Linked DNA regions of Rattus norvegicus: region 2 is linked to region 1. The links are chromatin contacts, called in public Hi-C maps. All regions are on one chromosome and are shown on one strand. Each heading gives the region's core, a stretch centred on a gene start, on an enhancer-like site or on the middle of the called end of the contact. The rest is flanking DNA. Distances are from core to core; before and after follow the strand shown.

Evidence for each region. Hi-C and Micro-C count contacts between places; a contact is called where the count stands out from the background.
Region 2: a Hi-C map of the A7r5 cell line shows a contact between it and region 1, with 3 times the contacts expected there. The contact joins two enhancer-like sites. A contact is called at or near these places in 6 of 12 Hi-C or Micro-C datasets (the A7r5 cell line, the Rat2 cell line, frontal cortex and 3 more) and 1 of 1 datasets of contacts at active chromatin or transcription factors (oligodendrocytes).

Annotation. Positions count from the first base shown.
Region 1 is chr5:51,444,111-51,448,780 of GRCr8, reverse strand. It overlaps a transcript of Bach2 not described here. Among named protein-coding and RNA genes, the nearest start is that of Bach2, 67 kb to the left of the region's middle. Within about 2 kb of position 2,165, at least 63 of the 93 cell types and tissues checked have an H3K27ac peak or open chromatin away from gene starts, as enhancers often do. A contact at or near this core is called in the A7r5 cell line, where this site is marked.
Region 2 is chr5:51,730,237-51,734,711 of GRCr8, reverse strand. The region is part of intron 3 of Bach2 (BTB domain and CNC homolog 2); the gene reads right to left. Among named protein-coding and RNA genes, the nearest start is that of Gja10, 65 kb to the left of the region's middle. Within about 2 kb of position 2,236, at least 16 of the 93 cell types and tissues checked have an H3K27ac peak or open chromatin away from gene starts, as enhancers often do. A contact at or near this core is called in the A7r5 cell line, where this site is marked.

The DNA.
Region 1 (4,670 bases), core at 916-3,415:
TTGCTAGTCATTAGCTTTCTTATTTTGTGAAATGAGATCAGATTATCTGTGTTTTTCTTATTGATTCATGTGTCTGCTTTCTACATATGGTAGGCCCATCCAATACACAGGCCACCAATATCATCTACCATTTTGGGTTTGTCTTCTCATTCTGGTGAGCATTCAGCTTTTTTTTTTTCAAATGATAATGCTGAAAGGCTCCATGTATGTCTTTAACTTTTTGTATTACTATAAGAATTACCAGCCAAGCAGTAGTGGCATGCCTTTTATCCCAGCACTAGGGAGGCAAAGGTAGGTGGATATCTGGGTTTGAAGCCAGCCTGGTCTACAGAGCCAGTTCCAGGACAGCCAAGGCTACACAGAGAAACCCTGTCTTGAGAAATCATAAAACAAAATAAATAAAAAACTAAAATAAAAAAAAAGAAAAATAATTGCCTAGGACTAGAATTAGAATCCCCCATGCCTTTCTAAGTGCTGTATTCTAAGGAGGTCTAATTTGTGAACAGTCAAGAAAAAGGCTTGCTGGGCATGGTGGACCATGTCTTTAATCCACTACTCAGGAGGCAGAAGCAGGAAGAACTCTGTACCTTCTAGACCAAGTTAATCTCCTTAGCAAGTTCCAACCAAGCCAGGGCTACGGAACGAGTCCTTTTCTTAAGGAGGGGAGGAGGGACGGACAGGATGCTGTTAACATGGACTAGCAAGGTGGTGACCCTGACACTGTAAGCATAAAGGCCAACAGGAACTGTTCCCTTCAGCAAACCCCACGCCATCTTGAAGACTCTTCAGAGTCCACTCTTTAGAGTGGTCCTTCCTTTCAGTTCTCGCTGTCCTCTCTCTTTGTCCAGCTCCCACCACACTGATCTCTGCTGTTCACTCTGGCCCCTGGGCACACACGGTGGTTGTGGAAGCAGATGTGTCATCTTCAACACCAACCGCAACCTGTCTCTAGATAGCCTGCCGTGGACACAAGAGTTCTGCTTAACAGAGCCCTGCAAGAAGAGCGGGGCCTGCAGTGTGTCAGTGCAGATTTGTTCAAAATGCAGTTCCAGAATAAATTTTAAAAATTTCAGAACCGAAATATAACTCACAACTGGGAAGCCGTGCAAAATAAAAATACACCTGAAGTCTCGGGGTAGGAAACAGGTTCGAAGAGCTTTAAATATCAGGCTGAGGAGTCTGTGTTTTTTCTGTGGGCAGAGAAACACGGCAGGTGGGGATTAAAACTGGAGACCCAAGGAGCCCGTTCATTCACTCCCTCCCTCTTTCCCTGAGTGGCCCTCCTGTTAGCCTGCAATCTAGAGAAGCGCCAGGAATAAAAGGAGCAGACAGCAACAGAGAAGCATCCCATTAAACCCCAAAGTACCAACGAGAAGGTGTAAGACAACAGATCCATTGTAAAAGAAGTTTCCAGGAGGCAAGACTGACTGGCATAAAACTGCACTCAATAAAATAAAAACAAAAACAAACAAACAAGCCAAGATCCTTCTGTGAGATGCTCAGTGGCTGAGAGCAGGTACTGTAGGAGAGACAGTCCCCAGGAGCACCCCAGTCACACCTACCTCACATGCACACATCCATCCATTCATACATTCACACATTCATTCAGTTATATAATCCTGCTGCAAATGATGTATTTATTTACTCCTTATCCTTTTATCCTTCCCTCCTTTCTTCCTCTCTTTATAAAACCCTATAGCGAGTGCTGTCTGAAGGATTCCTTTCCTCCCTGACCAGGCAGAGAAGGTGTGAAGGCCTGCTCAGCAGCTCAGGACAAAGGGGGAAATGGTTAGAGAGCAAAACAGTGTCAGCGATGTGAACAGGCAAGCTCCTCCTGAGCCTCGAGATCCCCTTGTTCTAACTGCAGAGTCTTCTACTAACAGAAGGGCCCGCAGGGAAAACCAACCGAACTAGCAGGAGAAAGAAGGCCCCATGGATAGACTGGAGCAGGCTGGTGCGCAGGACAGCAGCAGCCCTGGCTGTGGAAGCTGGCGGCGTGCTTCCTCTCCGCCATGGCTGACTCTCATTTTCTGTGAACCCCCTTGCTGGAATCCTTTGACGGTGACTCACAGGGCAATCGGGCTACTCAGCAAGCCCACAGCCCTTCACAATAGACTGTGTAGGAGGTGCCCAGATCCTGGCGGCCTGTGGTCTGTTCAGTTTTTTCCTTTCTGCCTTCTGGGAGGATCTGCTCTTCAGCCACATTTCCCTCAAAACACAGCCCCAGAGGCAACGCTTAGTGCACAGATTTCTGAGCGATGAAATAATCCACTTTGGTTTCTTAGTCATAATGAAACTAAAAACAGTGAGACAAAAAAAACAATGGGGTCACCATCACACCTACAAAAACACGATTTCATACTCCAGTGACATAAAGAGGTCGGGAGGGGGGGTGGGGGGGAACTCAAACTAACATTTTCCAACCTTTCACTGAGAGCAGGGGCTAAAACCACATGTTTTGAAGGGCTCACACTGTGTTATTATTAGAAGTCACAATTCTATTGATACTGATGAGTCACCCCTTATCGGCGGAAACCGAGAATGTCCATCAGCATATGCTTCAGTCACTGTGGCTTTCTCTTTATTACTGGTCAGAGAGCCCTCAGGAAACTTCTCCGGGGTACCAAGAGGCTCTGTTTCAGCCCCTGCAAGGCTTTTTCCTGTGACAGCTCAGCTCGTTTGCATCATCCTCTGGGAGTCTAGGATGATCTGATCAACTCCCGTCCACAAAAGGAAGTTTGGGTAGCGACCTCAGAAAAACAGCATTTCACACTTTCCGATGAAATACCCAAACCGAGCTATGTAAACAAAACCAGCAAAGGGAGTCAGCTAAGTCAGGTGGCATCATCCTGACCCAGGGCTAGACGCTTTGTTTTTGTTTTTACATCAAGAGCCAGCAACAGATGCAAACAAAGGCTGTGGTCACCAAGGGACTGGCCTGCTAGTCACACCCCCTTACTGCCCCGCCTCCTGTTTCTGCTGCCCACAGAGATGTGGGCCAGGTCTCTGCAATGCCAAGGAAGCCCCACTTCCAATTTCATGAAGTCCTTGGGGGGGGGGGGGCTAAGTAGTTAACAGCAGGACCTCTCCTTACCCATGTGTCTGGGTTTGAAGGTTCCCAAAACAATAAAGTGAAAGTCTTATTTTCCCAGATAAACGCTATTGTGTCCTACGCTGCTTCTGCAAAGGCAGGCAGACTTCAGCGCCTGCTTCCCTGCCCGCCCCGCCAGAGGCTGTGGTGGGTAGAGGGAAGAAGACTGCCCATCAGTTCGCAGTGATCACAGACCCACAGACAGTGACCTCCCATCCCTCCCAGGCCACGCTGGCCCTGAGCACTGCAGAGCGGCCCAGGGAGCCCCACGGCCCCGGGGCACATGAGTCAGCAAGCCGCTGGTGGGAACTGCTGACTGCTCAATACTGGCATTCAGAGGTACACTGTGGGGCGAAACAAAACTGGGACACACAAGACTCTCTGCCGCCCCCCCACCGCCCCCGCCACCACCCGCTTATTATTTTCCTCTGTCAGACCAAAACATGCAGAGAGTCTACACCCTGGCTCAAAAAGAAGTTACGACCAATAATAATCAGTAGTGGTAATAAAAAAAAAAAACAACAAAAACACAAAAAACAAAACAACTCACTCTCCGTGTTTCAATGTGTGGAACAGCTGCATTCAAATCTCTTGAGCCGGTTAATTTTAACTGGCTTTAATTTTAACTAGATTTAACTGCTTTTCCTCTCCTCTGACAAATCAAAATAGCCTGCCGTATCGACCACAAGAACTGGTAACCAAAGCACGGTTCCTGTTTTTCGGAAGAGACTTGCACTCAAAGCCACAGATGAGGTGTTCAACATATGTGGGAATTGAAGTGTTAAATGGGGGAGACTGAAACTCAGACACTAACTCAGGCCCCGTGGCGCCTTTACATGGCCATCCCATGCCAGACTCTGACCTACATGCCCTCAGTTCTGCTCTCTCACTCAACACAGAATCCCAAAGTCCACGTGGAAGGTCTGGTGTTTGGAACAGAGAATGCATTTCCCCCAAAGGCGAGTGCAACTTGTCCATGAGGGAGCACGGTGGGGACAGTCCATGCTACACTCCAGCCTTTAAGGAGCATTCCAGGTTGTGCCGCTTACAGGAGGGGAAACACTACCGCAGGCAACGACAGCACCAAAATAATGAAGACAGCCCCCAACCCCCACGCCCAAGCGGCTGAGTCTGGGAAAATGTCTAATTAGCAGAGAAGGAAGGCCCAAGTGTTCCAAGAGACTTCTGCACAAAGGGGAAAGAAAGGCATTGATAGTTATCTACTGGTACGGATAGGAAGCGTCTGGAACGATCTGAGTCCCAGGAGGAAGAGGATGAAGGAAGGAAGAGAACAAAGAAGAGAAAAGCTGGTGACTAGGAAGAGGAGGTTGAGAAAAGGGGAAGGGAGGGAGAGGAGGAGGGAGAGGAGAGATAGGAGGAGGAAAGGGGTGAGGAAGACTCAGCAGGAGTTGGAAAAAGGAAGAGAAGGATGCTGAGAACTGAGGAGTCTGGGTGAAGGTTGCCATGAGGTATATTTATACTCAGGAACTACAGCGTACTCTCCACTGGACTACCCTGTTACAGAAAAACCACTCCACACCCAGCTACGTAAGACCGAGTCCAGCACAGTTCCACAGGC
Region 2 (4,475 bases), core at 987-3,486, 290 kb before region 1:
TGCCTTATCTCCCCTCTCCCTTTACCTCCACGAATCTCTGTGGAGTGTCAATCAGAGGAAGGCTGGGGAATCTCTGAATGAATGCTCTGGGCATAATCTGCTTGAGAAGGGGCTACTTGTCTTTCTGCCTTTCTTGTTTGACTTCCAAAATTCCCTCCACCTCATCCTTTTGGTGTTTCTGGTTTTCTTTTCTAGTCATACTCAGCCCTGCCACTTCTAGACTTCTAGAATTTACTGAACTGTACTGAAGCAGTCTGGACCTTACTTCTCAATAGTCCTATGGCAACGGTACCTATGGAAACCGTGGAGGATGGAGGGGGTGACCATCAGCAGAGAATGAAGGGCCAGGAGAAATCTCTACAAAGGAGGTGCCAATTCAATCGGTGCCTTCCTTTTTTTGACCTGGGCAACAGACGCTACTAGCAGACCATCACGTACATGTAATTTCCAGTGTTCTTTCATAGCATCTGAATATTCCACATTATCTCTCTAGATAAGGAGTACTTCAACTTAAAGTTTTCATGTGCCTCCTGCACGGACTATAATGAGAATTTGTTAAAAATATGCACGGTGAAAGATGATTCTGTAATTTTTAGAAGATGATAACACCGCACATCAGCAAAAGGTCACACTTTTATATCGAGTCAAATACTACTGTACTGGACAAAGGTTAAATGACAGGAAACCACCGGATCATAAAGAAATGCTCACTTCGTATTTTTTTTTTTTGGTGCAGGAATTCTGAAGAAATTAGGTAACTTGCATAAATAGGATGTTACTAGTTAACCAGCACAAAATATTTGAACATTTATTACATTGGGTCATAGCGTAAACTTGACAGAAGCAAAAAAAAAAAAATAAATTCGATCGTGGAGGAACTTAGAATGCACAGAAGAAACATGAAACAGGTGTAGAATGGCTCACCCATCCATTGTTAAGGTCCCTGGAACAACAGATGAGAGAAAGGGGGTGAGTGTGTGTTGTCTAGCACACTAAGTTGCAATGGAAGCAGGCTGAGTGATGAGAGAACACAGGACTAACACAAATCAGTCACCACTCTGCATACACAGTGACTCTGACCTTGGTAAACACAAAAGAACGACCTCGTGGCTTTCTAGGAAAAGACCTTCCACAAACACCCGGGTTGAATATCCTTCTTCAGTTAAAGAAAACCAGCACCCTCTACCCACCTAAACACCAAATGGCTGTCTTGAAGGAGGCAACGGAGCACAAAGGAACTCCTTGGGAAAGCCTGGCACTGCGCAGGAAGCCACAGAGCAGAGCAGATGGGTGCTCAGAGAGGACACACTTCATCAGAGCTGGAGGTCAGAGGGCACCGGCCTGCCCGGAGGGTGAACTGCGTAAGCGGAACTGTTACTTTTCTCAATCTGCTAAGTTTAGAAAACTTTACATTTGGGCAAGCCATTCTAGGTCAGCATGAAAAAGTAAAGTCTTTTCTACGGTAAAGTAGGAAAGACGGCGTGGTTAGCGGGCAAGATATTTTGGAAAGTTTAATGGGGAAAAGCAACACACGGTGGGCAGGCAGGATTAAGACACTACGCAAGAAAGAAGGGAGCAGGGTCAACCTTCGGAAGACCAGTGACGTACTGGCTTTCCTCATAAAGAGTATGGGCCATGATGCTGTCCCACTGTCACCAGGGGAAGCCGTGTGTCCTGTCCCAGGCCTGTGTGTTGAAAGGAAGCACAATGTGGCCAGGCTCTGAAGAGCACTCGCACTGGCTTTTGGAGGGAAAGGGGTAGAGTCTGCTCCTCACCATGACATAGGCCAGATATTTGAAGACTTCGTCTGGTGCATGTTAGGAACAGGATACCAGAGGCTTTATTACTGCCCTAGACTGGGTAATGAGGTAACTAGCACTATTAATAGACCAGCACATTCATACATGGTTCTGTACGTCCTCAGGCAGACATTTTAAAAAACCGTAGTATCAAGTGCTTTTTTGGGCAATGCCTTTTCCCCTACTTTTTCTGGGAAGCATTTCATTCCTTAGAAAGGATGCCAAGTTCATTTCTTTCCAGTGCCAGTACTGCCTCTCCTCACTGAGTCAGGCTACACTGCCAATGTGAGGAAAAGATTTTTGTTTCTGGTTTCCCGTGGATTTTCTAAAAGACTGCGCTGAGCTGGACGGTGGCTTTGTTTAACTGCTCAGACCCTCACCACCCAGGCGTGCAAATCCTAAGTGCGTGCTTTTGCTAAAGGAAGGCCAGGCCAGGAGAGGGAGCAAGAGAACACAAGATATTCCTATATCTGGGTCACAAGGAAAAGTCAGAGGATGAGGTTGGATGGGGCAATCTTTCTCTCTCTCTCTCTCTCTCTCTCTCTCTCTCTCTCTGTCTGTCTGTCTGTCTCTCTCTTTCTCTCTCTCTCTCTCTCTCTCTCTCACACACACACACACACACACACACACACTTGCTCGTGAAATTCAAATGCTGTGCATTTCTGGGGCTGCAGAAGGGACTCTGAGCGTGTTGTTTGCCCATCACCTAGCAATTTTTTTTTTAGTTGATTACTGAATGCTGGTCTTTAAGGGGCTTGTATCAGAGGAGGAACTTTATGAGTTGCCAACTCGACCGACTACTAACACCCAAACTGTACAGTCACTCTGTAGCTCTCCTGGCTCACCATCACCACAGCATACAATGATTCTGGAGCGAATGTGCCAAAGGAAGATATGTCTGGATTAGGTTCACAGGCTGAGGTGTCACTCACCCAGGAAAGGCTATGTGTCTCTACGGGGACAGGGTTGGTGATGACCAACTTTACAAAGCAGAGTACACTTCCTTTAACAAATTCATCCTTGCCACCATCTTCTGTGGTTCCATAGAAGTCGTATGCTTGGGGGACAGGGTGTGTGTGTGTGTGTGTGTGTGTGTGTGTGTGTGTGACACAAAACATTAAATGAAGATGGAGTACCAGGCTAGAGAGGCTCTGCACTAACGAGACAGGACGAGTCAGCAGAAATAACAAGCAAATGACAGGTAGGATGTAGTAAATGTATAAAGCTGCTGGTGGAAGGGCAGCTAACACTGAGGGAGGGACACATAGGCTGCTGGAGCCAGCAGAAAGCAATGTGCAAAGACACAGGGGAGACTGGGGTCCAGGGCTTCTGGGGCAGGACTATGTCAGTAGGAGAGGAGGAGCTGTGGTGCTGGAGAGGAGGGAGCAGAGGGCAAGACTGGGAAGGCCAATTCTCAACCACAAAAGAGGTTGGCAGACTGTGGGCAGGCACTGCAGGGTGCCAAGCAGAGGGGCACTAGGGAGATCATACTGACTGCATTTGGGGACCAGCCTAGGCAGGGACAAATCAGTCACGGAAGTCCAGGAGAGCTCCCACTGTGGCTAGCACAGAGGCAGCACTGGAAGAGCACAGGGCTCAGGATGGCCCTGAGGAGGAAGACTTGACAGTCTGTTAAGAACAACCTACAAGCCAGTTCAAGGATGGCTAACGCAACTTCACACTGTTTCCAATTAACCGGAGTCGCCACCTAGACACCTCTGACATTGTTTGACATGAGCTCTGGCTGGACCATGTAGGCTATTTTACCATGTAGTGGCTGTAACAGGAAATGTGCAGAGATTTGCACACAGCCAAGACAGACAAGTGATGGAGGACATGGCGAAGTCCTATAGCCTCCAGCTTTCTTGAAGGACCAGCCATTAAGGCCAGCCATTCATTTTGTGCTATAAGAGTACTGTCAGATATAGGAATTGTACAAACAAATGAAGCCCAAGCTCCCATGGGACTTGAGGATCTCCTCTTCCTTCCCTTCTCTCTCTCTCTCTTAAAAATTTCAAGACAGGGTGTTACTGTCTGCCTCTGCTGGTGTGGGATGCTATGTAAACCAGGCTGACCTCAAACTCAGGGAGATCCACCTGCCTCTGCTTCCCAGGTGATAGGGTTAAGCCCTGAGCCATGAACCTGTTCTTATACTAAAACATTAAACAGACGAATGGAATTTAGGTGAACTAGCACAGTCAGATGATATGTAGAAGGTAGTAGCCATTGCTGCTGTATAGACTTCGAGCTTCAAACTGGGTTTTCTGACTCCGTCTCATGCCTCCCTCTCCAAGGGAGGTAACTGAATCTAATAGGTCAGTCAGAGTGGTTCCACCTCGAGATGCTCTCATCAAAGCTGCAGATCCACAGCCATGTAGGTACTACATGCACAGGGTTTAGGGACCAGGACACAGGCAGCTCTGGCGGGGCAGGGGGATTGTCCTGTTTATCGCTATGATTACTATAACACTCCTGAGGTGTCAGGTGTCTTCTGAGGACCCAGACAAAAGTGGCTTCATCTAAGTTTTGTTACCCCCAAAAAATCCCTTCAGCGAGGTGGCTTGAATTGTAGAGAGGCATTAGTGGGTGGAATGAGAAAAAAAGGGAGATGATTTATTCCAGTTTTGGGTGTTTTCTCTTACTGTCGTAAATTGTACCCCTTCAACATTATTCCTT